Linked DNA regions of Gossypium arboreum: region 1 is linked to region 2. A link is a contact called in public Hi-C data. All regions are on one chromosome and are shown on one strand. Each heading gives the region's core, a stretch centred on a gene start, on an enhancer-like site or on the middle of the called end of the contact. The rest is flanking DNA. Distances are from core to core; before and after follow the strand shown.

Region 1 (7,735 bases), core at 292-2,791, 170 kb after region 2:
CTCTATAAGTGATTGAATAGAATTAGGAATTACCTCACTATTTGTTGACAGGCCTTTTTTTTAACATTCCTGTACTTGTCATAAGTTGACAGCTTCTAATTTGAAACATTGCCAGCTATAGTTGCAATGACATGATTAGGTGAAAAATAAAGCATGGGTTTGCTGTCTTTTTGAGTAATTATATTCATCTTAACATCTGACAAGATATTTAGGAAACTGACAACATTGGACAAACAAAGCAATTACATCAGGTACCTAACTCATTTCTGTCATAGTCGACATAATTCAACGTCAGATTAGCTAGCATATTGCTGTTTAGAGACTGTTTAGAACAAAGGTTAGGCCAACCAAGCTTACCAACACAGTAAATGGAGGAGGAAGGATAATGTAGAACCCAAATCCCAAACATGATCTTGTTGTTTAAAAAAGGGGTTTCAAATCAAGCTTTTGGTGGTGGACAAGATGGATAATGGAGGACTTCATTGTTGGGCTCCAATTGGCATATGAGGACGAATGTCAACTATTGGGATGTCAATTTTGGTCTTGCACTTAACAAAACTAGGCATGTTCATCCAATTCCGTCTCAAAGAAAAATTAAAAAAGCAAAGAATTTTAATGCGCACGCTTGGTTTGGAAAACACTATCATGTGATTGCTGTCTCAACCACTATAGTTGGTTTCTTTGTCATCTTCTAATACCGTAAAAAGATTAAGATCTAGAAAAAAAGCCTAATGGATTTAATAACAAAATATACAGCTGCATAGGTGCCCAGCTCTCAACAAATCAGGTTTATTTTAAATTAAAATTTTGTCTAAGAGTCTTCACCATAAATTTATAAAACGAAAACACCTCAAAATACTTAAAACAAACAAAACCGATGCTCTATTTATCTTTTTCACAGTTAAATTAAATATATATGGAATGATTTACATTCATTATCTAAAGAGAAAGACAATGAGGATTAGCAGAAACGGAATTTGATCGAGGCAAAGAAGCAGAAGAGTTGATAAACTCGATGCAGTCCTCGATGGCAGCAGTTCTATGAGAATCAACAGGTGTTACAAATGGCTTTGATCTTCCAGATGAAGAAGAAACCTTAGGAGATGGCCTGATTTTCATGGACACAACATGTAAACCTCTGGCTAATTTACCACCAAGATGCTTCAGAAACCTTACCGGTGAAAATTTCGATGTTTTACATCGCATGAAACCGTAACTCCGGGACCTCGGAACCCCTTTATTCCCTGCAGCACTGGTATTAGACTTGTGTATGATAGTACTACCAGTTGCCTTGTTTCCCGTTTTCTGACTCACTTTAGTTGACATCTTCAGCAGTCAGCTGACCTTCGAGAGAGAATATATATATAAGAGATGGGGGAGTTGCAGTTAAAGCAATGGAGAGAAAACGGAGGTGTGGGTTAAGGAATATAAAAGGAGAGATTGCTGAAAAAGTGAACCCAAAAAAGGTCAAGGTAAAGAAAGAGAAACGATAAATTAAAAAAAAGTTACAAACTAAAATCTGACCCCAAGACTTCAATAATGAAGTGGTTTTTGTAATCAAAACCAAATCATGGACTTACCAGGGGGTAACTTTTCTTGAAAGGGATACTATCTGTAGTTTGCTTTTTCTTTTTTTCTTTTTTTGAACGTACCCTGCAATGGATTATGAGGAATGATTAAAAGGAAAAGAAGCAAGATTGAAGGTGTTTGAAGTAAGTAGCTCTTATGTCCATTTCTTTCTAAAACAAACTTAAAAATCCACCTGCATTACGTACGTGTATATAGTGGGAATCATGCCTGTTTTTGGTTTACAAAATCATTACATCATGAGTAAGTTAGCAAGATGCCCATGTCTGCAAAGCAACAAATGCTATCATTGTCTGTGTAATTTGGTGGGGACATGGGAGTTCTTATGTACACACGAGTGGGATATTTATCAGCAAAATAATAATAAAAATGTTGAAAGAAGTTGGCAATAAGGCTTTAGAAAAAGATGAAAAGGATAAATAAACAAATGCATAATCTTAGGGGAGTTTTCTTTGATTTTCCACGGCTCCCTTCAATTGGATTCTATAAAGAGGATGGTCCACAGAGAAAAATGAAATTGACTAGGTAAATCTATTTTGATAAAAACATTTTAGACCCTTGGAAATGGAACCCTTCAGAACAATATCCCTTGATAATTTGCTTGGATGCAAGAGTTGTTTGAGGGATTTATCCTCACAAATCACGACCATGGTTCAATAAATTAAACTGCATTTCAATCTTTCAAAGCACAAATGGAATAGGAGTTTCCAATATTCACATTCTTGTGTACAGTCATTTTTTTGTAATAAGCAAAACCTGCCCATCATATCATGACTAATGATATCAATCAAAGACTGCCCTAACTTCTTCAAAATCCTTAAAACACAGGTGAGTTAATTAAGATCACCTTCCAAATTATACCAATGCCTACTTTTCCAAAGCCCACCCCTACCTCTTCCCTTTCATTAATTTTCTATTATCCTTTTGTCAATACTTGGCTCAAAGTAGATACATTTTGTAGTGAAAATATAGCCTCTGCAAGAGCAAAATTTTCCCTACTTTCTTTGGATAGTATTAACTACTACTTATCCATAATAATAATTAATATTACAAATAAAATATTTTTATTTAGATCATTTTATAACTACTCCTTTTCTATTCTTTGTATTATTTTAACTAGCCAAATAATATAATAGCATTGTTCATTTACTTCATTCAACCAAATCTGGTCAAACTACTTGATGCTTATTGAGCAAAATACAGGCATTATCCTGTTCAGGTTCAAAGGGACTTTCTCAGCCTCATCTGCCAGCTTCATGGCCGAATGCCATGAGCTAAATGAAGATACAGGCACCCCTGGTGCGTTTTGCATCAATATAACGTCAAAACCATAAATAAAACGTGCATTGAAATTCTAGTGGCATAAATTATGTGCTCATTTTTTCCTTCAAAGAAAAAAGAATATTTTAAAGTATTTGACTAATTTTACCATGGATTCATTTCATTTGTAATCACAGGATTACTTCAATTACTAGAGTAATATTTTCGGTGCATATAATACCTTCCAGAATTTCAATAAAAAAGAACCCCGATGTACTGACCTTCACCTACCAGAGTAGGTGACATAATTAGTTGGTACGTGGATTTCTCTACCAACTTTACCATGTTGCTCACCACTAACAGATTTCTTAGCAGGCAAGAATTCAGCACTCATAGCATCCATCCCCTGGTCGCACAGCTTCCTCAGGGCTCCCATAACCATGCTCTTCAGCCTACTTTCCAACATCCTCTGTTATCTTCATTGAGCAAAACTTTGGTCCACACATGGAGCAAAAATGAGCCACTTTGGCACCTTCAGATAGCGGGGTTTCATCATTGAAGGACATGGCAGTCATGGGGTCCAGTGATAAAGCAAACTGGTCCAGCCATCGGAACCCAAACCTTGCCTTGCTTAATGCATCATCCCTGGCCGGAGCATGCGGATGACCTTTGGCTACATCAGCAGCATGAGCAGCTATCTTATATGCTATTACTCCAGCCTTCTCATCATCATCTCTATTTGGCAACCCAAGGTGCTCCATTGGAATCGCTTAACGGAGAAGTGCTGTGCCAAGAGCCCCAACGTTGGCTGCACCAATTGCAGAAGTGATATGGCCATCTCCAGTCAGATGGACCTTTCGAAAGGGAACCTTGAGTACATGGCCAGATTGTACATGAATAACTGCCCTGAAAGATTGACCATGCATCAAAATTCAAAAAACTATGTCAAGCAAAAAGGGAAAGAAAACAGAACAAGCAAGATACATATATATTAACCACATTAACCTGCATTCCTTTGAGCTATTTGGGAAACATTCTTAAAAGGTTGGAAATGGCATAAAATTAGGGGATATGGGATCGATGGTATGCTGCCACTGTTTGCTTCTCTCCCAACTGGTTGTTGAAGGATCAAAAGTTAATGTGGCTTTAGGTCCAGAACTCATAGCAAAGAGACATATTTCCTTCTTACAAGCACTTGAAACACGCCCGACCACATCAAATCCAGGAAAGAAGGTTGTACTAGGAAACTTTGTAGGAGAATAACGGTTGCCATTCTTACTGACAACAGATGTGAAACTAGCATGCACCGAAGCCATAACTGAATTGAGCCAGCATTAGAAATTTGAAATTAATAAGCAAAAAGCTCAAAAATCTACAATATTTGGCCCATTAATATAATAAGCAGAAAGAATCTTTAACATCAAATTCTTCAGGCGTTTCAATGTCCAACGCCGACGAAGAAATCACAAGGTGAAGCACAGAGGGAGCCCTCAAAGAATTGTTACTTTTAGTGGTTCAAGGACTTCGTTCTTATTATTTATCTTGAATAAAAACTTGTTATGAAATAAATAAAGTTAACATTTCTTATATACATTAAAAATTACAGGGAGAAGTTGATAGGTTTGAACCCTAAATCTTGGTCTTTGGATGCCAATAAGAGTTTTAACCATTGTTTCCTTTTACTATTAGCAGTTAATGATTATGTATATGATTCATGAATGCTGGAGAATTTTTTTTTTTTTTTTTTTTTTGTCAATGAGAAACTTTCATATATGAGAGAGATTTACAAACATTAAAAACCAAACTCGGTATAAGTGAACAAGAGAAAAAGCTCTGAACAAGACAAAGCTTCTATCTAGCTCAATGAAAATGAACGAGAGCCAATGCTCTGACCGATACAAAACAAGGCCCTAATAGCCAATAAACCTAAAGCTCGAGTCGGGCAACATAAGACGATCAAACACTTGATTCAGTTCTCCACCATCAAACATCGAAAGGGAGCTAAGGATGACTCAGCCATTACAATGGCAGACAACCATCATGGTAAATGATCACCTTAATGCGATGAATTCCTTCCTAAAGTTATCGCTCCCGTAGTGATGGAATCTTCACTACTTAACCTAAAACAACATATGTGTGAAGCCTCGAAAATGATCAAACAAAACAAAAGCTCGTCGACTAATTTCCATCATCAACAGGTCCAAAGGATCAGTCTTTGTGGTTGAGCAAAAGACACAGTCCTCGAAAAGGTCAAGCATAAAGCCGACGCTAGAATGATAGCCATTATTGAGGAAGGCAGAGGACTATCCCTAGTCCAAAACTTATTATTACGGAGATCCTCATCACGCTAGAAAATTGGCCGATCATCAACTGATGGAATGACAAAGGTGGCAAGTGTGGGTGGTGGTCAACTATTCAACGGCTAAGTTGTTAGCCGCCGAAAATGCTTTTCAAGCTCGAGAGCTCTTTGTTAAAAGGTGGATTGTTGAAAATGGTCGAAAAGATTATTGGTGAAGTTTCTAAAACACCAATGGTGGAGATGGAGGGCACAAAAGAAGGGGGTTGTGGGCGGAAAAAGGGTGGGATTGGAGTGGCGTTTGTATACCAGAGCTCAGGGGCGTTGTCCAAGAACTGAAATAGGGGTTGCTCATAGAGGATCAAGGATGAAGGGCAGCAATGACAGTGGAGAAAGGTTAGGAAAGGGCGAGAGCAATGCACGGTTAGACTCAGGTAAGGAGCGACGATGGAGGAAAAAGACCACTAGGACGCAAGCTGAACAACAAGGGTGGAGCAAGGTTAAGGAGAGATTTTAAGGGCGGTGAAGGGGGAAGCTAGGCGATGGTAAAGAAGGGAGATGGTTCATAGGGATTGCAAAATAAAAGAGAGGACATAGATGTGCTCCACCACGCAACTCTAGTTTCAAAGAGAAGTAATCCATGAATGCTTGAGTTTAAAATGAATGGATTTAAATTTATTATATATTTAAAAAGTTATATTTCATATTTATATCTAAATACATATTGATAATTTGTAGCAGATTTCATGTAAAAGCATTTGGAAAATGCTCATGAAAATACCCTGGACTATTTGGTTGAGCATTGTGGGAATCTTTGGGGGTATTGTGACTTCTCATGAAATGAAATTAGCTAGCAAAGCTGTAATTTGAAGTTATAAAAAGAATTATCAGCATTCAAGGCCTCGGTTAGAGCAAGGCAAAGTACAGACGCATTTTGAATTTGGCTAACCAGAGAGCAAATAATGTTAGCATTTTCTTATATGAATTTTTAGTTCAAATTGTAAGCACACGGTTTAAACAATACTTAAGCAGCGGAAAGATCAAACAGAAATACATCTAGCTATTGTCTGAGCAAAATGTCAAAATTTAGATGATGTAACACCATTTGTCGAGCGTGTCAACCAACCGACGAAGACGTTGTATTTAGCTTTACGAAAACATGAAATTTGAAATACATAAAATAGCTAAAGCCTTCTAAGCACTCGAAAACCTCACTAGATGGAATTGTTTTCTGAAAATGTATTTTTGATGCTCAGGGAAAATGTATTTTTGATACTTAGGGACCTTAAGCTTGGGGTATTTATAGTGGTAGCTCCCCATCAAAAGCCACCATCCCACTATCCACATGCACTCACTACCACACAACAAAGTAGTGGGCAACAAAATGGGAATGGGCAGCCAACGTGGGGTTAAACCCATGAACCATATACGTCTAATATTCTCCCATTTAGTTCGTATTGCCCATGAAAACTTAAAGTCAACATAATACATGAATCATGGTGATATTTTCTCTTAGAATTTGAGTAGTATCTTCGATGTATCACAATATACCATGTCTCAACACTTTAGCCCAAATTTCTTAATGAATAAACCTAATGTTTATTCTAGGTCCAAACTTTAGTGACATTTCTCGAAACAATCAAATTAATGTGCGCACAAAATATGAGAAACATCAAACTTAATAGAGTTCCATTATAATCGTTCTTATAACAAAAATTTACGAGGTGGGAACAAGTCCCATAGTGACAACATGATCCTTAAATCTATGTGGTGGCATGCATTTAGTCAAAGGATCAACTAACATCTGCTCATTGTTAATGTTCTCAATGACCACTTTCTTTTCTCTAACACGTTCCCTTATGGCTAAATACTTAATGTCGATATGTTTACTTCGACTTTGACTTTTGTTATTTTTAGCCATAAAAAAAGCATTTAAATTGTCACAATATATCATCAATGGCTTAGAAATCGAATCCACAAGTCTAAGTCCAGATATGAAACTCTTCAACCATACTCCATGTGATGTAGCCTCAAAACATGAAACAAACGCAGCCTCCACAGTGGGAGTAGTAGTTAATGACTGTTTAACGCTCCTCCAAGATATAGCTCCTGCAGCATACATAAATATGTAACCTGATGTTGATTTATGTGAATCAACGCAGCCAACAAAGTCTAAATCAGAGTAGCCAATCACCTCCAAATTGTTTGATCGTTTGTATATAGCTATGTAGTCCTTTGTCCCTTTAAGATATCTTAAAACTTTCTTTGCAGCTCTCCAATGGTCAATACTTAGATTACTCTGATAACTCCCTAACATTCCAACTGCAAATGCAATGTCAAGTCTTGTGCAAAATTGAGCATACATCAGGCCTCCAACAACAGAAGCATATGGAATGTTTTTCATTTGCTCCCTCTCAAATTCGTTCTTCTGGCATTTGTTCAAATTGAACTTATCACCCTTCACGATAGGAGTAACACTCGGTGAACAATCTTTTATCCTAAATCTTTCTAAAATTTTGTTGATATAGGTTTCTTAAGATAAACCTAAGATGTCGCGATGTCTATCACGATGAATCTTAATGCCAATGACAT
Region 2 (6,965 bases), core at 2,600-5,099:
TATAAAAATATAACAATAGAAAGTTACATTTTGTTGGCGAATGCATAATTTGAAAAAAGACATCTTTCAAAGAATATACAAAAACAACCGATCTTATCCTAAATTGTTCATAACATAGTGGAAAAGGCATTTTTTTCATTAAAAATTAAAATTTTCATAATCGGACTAGTACGATTGGTTTGATTAGTATGACCGATTTGACCAGTTCGATCGATCTAGTTCGTCCAATTCTATTAAATAAATCATTAAAAAATTTAAAAAAATGATTTGACCAATTCATCCGCTCAATCAATTGGTTCGTGCTAATTCTCGGGTCAACCGATACCTTGCCCAATTTCCAATCCAACTAGTAGTTGGTCTAGTTCGGCTCAAACAACAATGTTCAAAATCCTCTAAATAATTAAATTAAAAAAACATATTTTAAATCTTAGAATTAGTTGAAATAAAATCTAAATTTTAATTATTCATGCAAAAGTTGAATTAATTCAAAATCTTGAATTTCAAATGTTTTATTCCCAAATAATGAAGTTGGAAATAATGAAATCATAAACCATAAATTTAAGCTAAAATTTTGAAATCCAAATCCAAATATTTTAATTCCCAAATAAATAATTTGAAAATAAAGTATTGTTTGTTAATTTTAAGTATTTGACATTGCTATGAAACATTATGGTTAAAAGTTAAAATATCTTTCTTAAATATGATGTTGAAAAAAAATAGTCAATTTAAAGGTTTAATACATAATTTGGTTAATTTGGTACATGAGTTGTCACCTTTTTCTAATGTAGTATCTATGTTATTTTGGTCGAACATGATACATGTATTTGACAAAAGTTATATATTTTAGTACCTAAAGGTGACAATCTTAATTTTTAATATTTAATTCAGGTTTTAAAATTGATTTGATAAAATTTATAAATAAATAATATATTAACAATTAACTTTCATCAATTTAACCCTAAAACTCAAATTAAATGATATCCATCGAACTAACAAATTTGACAAATTCATAGTTAATACTAAATTTATTCTATTAACAAAATCAAGAAAATCTCAAACCTAATAATGTTTTTAACAATTAACTTTCATCAAATCAATTCTGAAAACCCAAATTAAACACTAAAAATTAACATGGTTACTTTTGGATACCAAAATATATATTTTGGTCAAATACAAATACTAAATTAGATAAAAAAAGCACAAATACCTAAAAAATATCAAATTTAGGTGCCAAATGATATATTATGCTTAATTTAGTATAATTATATATAAAATATAAATTTGAAATACCTTTTAAATAATTAATATAAATTGTTAAAATTAATGATACATAAAATATTACAAAATTATAAATATAATGATAAATACCAAACGGCATATTAACCCCAAATCTTGTTGAGGGCAAGTCAATCTTGAGCCCTCAAACGGTAGATGAATTGACTTAATTTTATTTTCGGAGTTTATCTCTCAAATTTGTGTAGAGCTTAATAAGTTGATGGAGTTCAAGGAATGTCTGACCACCAAGGAGCTTGGTGGCTAAATACTCAATATTTCCTTGGTGACAAGACACTTTCCAAATTTCATGAACTCGTTGGAATCTCTTTAAAGTCTCTTTGAAGTTGGAAAAAAACCCGAAAATAAAAAACTGAGCATAAATTTTTCAAAAACTATACCTCTCCTATTTGAGGTTCCAATACAATCTCCGTTTTGCCTAAAAGTGAAAAAGTGGGGTTGTTTTTACCTAAAAACAATAGTTGTTAGATACTAAGGCGGTGAAAAAGAAAACAGAAATAAGGGGTGCAGTGTTGTTAAAAAAAAAGACCTCGTAACTTAATAACAGAGTTTTCTTCAACTTTCCCGGCCTCAGTAACTTAAGTTGGCGGCAATCATCAGTAGGGGTCCAGTTCCAGAGGTACTGATTGATTAGTGTTGCCCTTTACATATAGCAGCACTGTCCTACATGTAAGACCCACAAAAAGATTGTACCTACTCCCTATACTCCTTACTAACTACTTCTGCTGCAATATAGAAAACAACAGCTAGCTACTACTCTTATTTCACGGTGGCTATAATAAGTATGATGAACTTGAAATTAGATCTAACATCATAGTACAAAACTGACTTTTCCATAAATACAGAAAGAAAGGCTACTAATTTGATCCAAACACAAGATTTACAATCTCACATTCTCTAAACACACAGTTTATCCTAATTAACCAAGCAGGCACATTCTATTATAGCATCACAGCAATCTCCATCATATGGTTAATTTTAGCAGCAAACCCGTTTGTTTCTATTGCGGTCATAAAGGCAGATATGCAAAAACCTGTCAAACAAAAACACCATGAACCCATTCACTGCCCCCCCAAGTGATTAAATGAGATTAAAGAGGAAAATTAGATTACTTACACTCAAACAGTGTACACAATCACAAAGCAAGGCAGCACAGCCCTTGGATTGAAAACTAGCAGCTCTTCTTCATCAACCTTGGTATGATGTACCATATTCCCCCCTCCCCTCCCTATCACCGAATCAAATCCGCCATCCTCCTTGTTTGTTTCATCCCCTTCTGACCCCACCCTACCCGCTACCACCCGGCAGACAAGCATGGCCCGTTTCACGTTCATGAACTTGAACTCTTCCTCTACATCCTCAGGGACCGCCATGTGTGCTCTCCAGCTCGTTGATAGCGTGGAGATTCCATCCATCTTTGGTGAAAAGCCAGACTTGATTATCCCACAGACGCTGCAATACTGCTGGCTGCAAATGCCGGAACTCAATGGATTAAGTCCCAGATCACACATGAATGTTGAACAGTAAAATCTCAACAGCTCGTTCCCATCGGCTATGCACCTCTCGTCTCGTCTCCCCACTACGGCACCATTCCTAGCAGCTTTCGCTTTCACAAGCTCCCTGTATTCTTCGAACCTCGCTAGAATCTTTGTGCTGTTATGGATCTTCAAAATACGATGGATTTCAGCGTTCCTAACTTTGTCGGTCCAACCTGTTTTGAAAATGATCCGGACTATGTTCTTCCCTGAATCACCATCAAGGAGTTGGGAGACGGCGTGTTTGGTGGCCTGGTGTTGCTCAAGAAAATGGGGTTTTTGGAAAACCTCACCGCAAGCAGTGCAGGGGAAGATATCATTACGTAGAGGGGAGAAGGGGTTGTCAGAAGAGATGTCGGATTCCGGATGAGGTGGAGGAAGAGAGGTCTCAGATAAATGAGTTTCGGGCAGAATAACCATAGAGACAAGGGATTGTTGGGAGTTTCTGGCAGAGGTTAACGCAGGAGTGGGGGCGGCTGTTGGGTGTGTTGGGATGGTGTTTTTGCAATTGGCTTTAGAAGAAGTAAAAATGCGTTTGAGATAAGACCAAGTTGAAGAAAGAGATTTATTGGCGTGGGGCTTATGAGAAGGAGAGGAAGGAGAAAGCGGCCAATGTTTGCGTTTCTTAGGTGGTTTTTGGTGGTCTTTGGCAGTGAAAATGAAGCAACCAAGGTGAAGAAGAAGGATGAAGAGAGATAGGAACTTGTTGAAGAATGACCCAAAATTGGTTTTTGCCATTGATACACAGACAGAGCTTGACAAAAGAAAAAGCTTTATTGTTATTCTTTTTTCAGAATGAGGTTAATTAGGTTGTGGTTATAGTTTTAAGAGGGCATCAAGCTGTAAATTACGACGGAGAGACGAGAGAGAAAGGAAAGGAAGCATGGAAAGGGGAAGATGATTGCAGTGTGTGTAAGAGTGGGGGCACGGAATGGAAGAATAAAGTTTTAGGAGTAGTTGTAACGCAACTTCACAGTTGCACATTCCCATCTCCATTTCCCTCTCTAATTCCTTTATAACATCCTTTTTCATTTCATATCATATCCTTACTTGTCGTTTTTTTAGATGACATTATTGCTCTTCCAATGTTTTGCTTATAATTTTAAAGTATTAACTCTTCATTTTTTTAATTTTATTTAAAATTTTAATTTAATCAACATAGTTGATGGTTTCTATCAAAATGTTTAATTTTTGTTAATCATATCTCATATAATATGAAGACAACTTAAATAATATGTCAAATTGAAAAATTTTATCGAGAAATACTAACAAAATTAAATATTGAATTGAAAATTTTAAATAAAAAAAAAAAACATAAATTTAATCATAAGTTAGGGTTGAAGCCAATTTAGTTACCACCTTTAACCGAAAGTGAGAGTGAATGTCATTTATTTCTTGTTTGTCACTTTTCGATCTTTCTTTCCATTTTTATAATTATGAACAGAAAAACCTAAGATTTATTATTATGGTGAAGTATTATTATATTTAAGTATAAGAAATCAATGTTAACCTTATAAGCTATAAGAAATTTTTTCTTCTCTATTATTGTATTGCATTTTTTGATTTTATAAATTAGTTTTTTTATATTAAATTAAAAATAAATTGGTTTTATTGATAAAAATTTATTTATCTGTATTGTTAAAAATTAGCATGGTTGATAGTGACGTGTAACATGTCACGTGTATAAAAGTAAAGCCAATTTTTGTGGAGGTGTAATTAAGTTGTATATTTTTATGATAGTAAAAATACAATTTTATCATTTCGATAACCTATATTTTATAATTTTTAAAAGATAAAATCAAATGTTTATCATTTTGGGGTAAAATGTAAATTTTTCATTACTAATTTAAATTTTTATAAATTATAAAAGAGTAAAAAAAATATTTTCTATTTTAAGGGTTGGGGCCCTTCATGTTGATGTATAATAATTAATTTTAATAGTATAATAGAAAGACTAATTTATTCTTTGATATAATGTAAAATAACTAGTTTATCTATTAATTGAATAAATTTTTAAAGGAAATTTAATTTTATAGAGATTTCAAAGAAAAGTATGGGCATATAGTGTTGCCGAAATTTTAACCGAGCACCAAGCCATAGTTTTGTTGGGCCTGATTAATTGACAAATTCAGGTAAATTAAATTGTAAATTAAAACTCCCATTCAATCATGTCAGCCACCTTAATCAAAATGAATTATCAACCATAGCAGCATAAATTGAAGAGGAGAAATTATATATAAATAATTTCCTCCCTTATATTGAAGCTTGAGGCTTATAAATATCTTGTGGACGTGGTTACACACGTGCATGTTCCCTATTTCAAGTGGCCGACCATTTTTTTTTTTTAAGTTAAATGTTCTTGACTTATTTTACTAAATTATTAGAAAGGGGCTTCAACTGCAAGTTTTCTCATTCATAAAATTATTCTTCTGAATTGCAGAAGCCCTCCTTAGAATCCAAAGCTACCATTACTTTTACCTGTTTCAGGATTTATTCTTGAATATATGTAATTATAAATATATTCTACTTCGAGTATCATAGTCTTCACCACCACATGATTTTGTCCAATTCCTCCTTCAGTCTTTTCGTGGCTAAGCTGAATGGGGCACTTGCCATTACAACTTACCACAAAGGCCAGAAAAGAATATGAAAACGATTTTAATCTTTACAAAAAACGTAACCAAATTGGATGTAAATAAATCTCAGGATTTAAGCGACTTCCAAAGAGAGAGAAGTGGAAAAAGCGAAGAAGCAATGTTTTAAGAGGAGAGAAGCTTTAGAGTAGATTACAAACGTTACTTTTTCATATTTTCCTTGAGTATATACCCATTAAAGCATTCTAACTTGAGACTTATATTTATTATGAAAATTTTATATAGTCGACTTTTGCTACTTTCTTTTATAATTGAGTGTGTGATATGAAATTTTTTGGGATCAAACCCAAATTATTATACCTATAATATAACATTTTTATCATTATTTTAAATGCAAACTATAAAACAATTATATTAGTCAAATTTTCTACCCTTAAACTTAGCATCTATAAATATCAAGATATCATGCATATACACTCATAGAGCAATGTGTTAATTTTAACAATGCATGAGTCCTAAAAAATATATTTTGAGAAATAAAATTCTCACTTACACATTTTGAACAAATAATATTAATGTCCAAAATATATCCTTTGTTTTAAACCCAAGTAAAGTGGTTTCTCCGTCGCAAAACGTTTTATATATGCTAATTTGTTGGGATAGGAAATCGACATGTTTTGTCCTTCACATTTACTCTACTATAGTCAACAACCTACAACGGAAGGCTATTAAAGTCTATGGCTCTAGCATCTAGATTTTACTATACTACTTACTTCACACATGTACATTCTATTTCATTTTATTATATGATTTTAATTCTAACTTTTTATTTTTTATTTTTGAGATTATATAAGAATAGTGATCTCTATTCTTCAATTTTAAAATAATATGGTATTTTAATTTTTATAATGTCATTAGTTAATCTAAATATTTTATTTCAATTACAATGTTGATGTGAATTTTTTAAGAGTTGTTAACACTATTAAAATTCTCTATAAAATTCAAGTCTATTACGTTGTCATTTTGTTACATGAATGCCAAGTGATTTTCTTTTTATTTTCAAATTGTCACACCTAGAAATTTAACAAATGAATTTTAATAGTGTTATTAAATAGACCTACATTTTTAACTTGAAAAAGTAGAGACTAAATTTCTGAAAATAAAAAAGTATGAAAATTAAATTCCAAAATATTAATAGTACAAAAACTTAGAGCATGTTGCAACCTTTAAATTTTATTCTATAATTAACAAAGAAAATAAATATTTAACCCCACACAAAGCATGGGTGGGAATCATACTAGTTTTAATTAAAACTTATTTATTTACATGAATTTTGATTTATTAATAGTTTTCATATATAATTTAAATGTATAATGATAAATTCAACTATTAACAATTACATTTTTATCATTTTGATCCTAATTAATTTTAATTTTTCAAATCAATTTGATTCTCAATCTTCAATTTTTAGTTGGAAAAATTAATTAGGCCATTAAAATTTTAACTCTACTAATATGGTAACTAATGTGGTAGTTCACATGTA

What was found. Hi-C and Micro-C count contacts between places; a contact is called where the count stands out from the background.
Region 1: a contact with region 2 is called in a Hi-C map of leaf, with 4 times the contacts expected there. The contact joins the promoter of LOC108487804 here to the promoter of LOC108477132 in region 2. A contact is called at or near these places in 2 of 5 Hi-C or Micro-C datasets (both in leaf).

What each region holds. Positions count from the first base shown.
Region 1 is chr7:87,377,312-87,385,046 of ASM2569848v2, forward strand. LOC108487804 (josephin-like protein) reads right to left here and starts at 1,542. Exons shown (of 1, transcript XM_017792158.2): 1 at 766-1,542. The coding sequence starts at 1,326. The coding sequence ends at 940.
Region 2 is chr7:87,207,665-87,214,629 of ASM2569848v2, forward strand. LOC108477132 reads right to left here and starts at 3,850. Exons shown (of 2, transcript XM_053031059.1): 1 at 2,410-3,850; 2 at 1,806-2,326. The coding sequence starts at 3,566. The coding sequence ends at 2,412.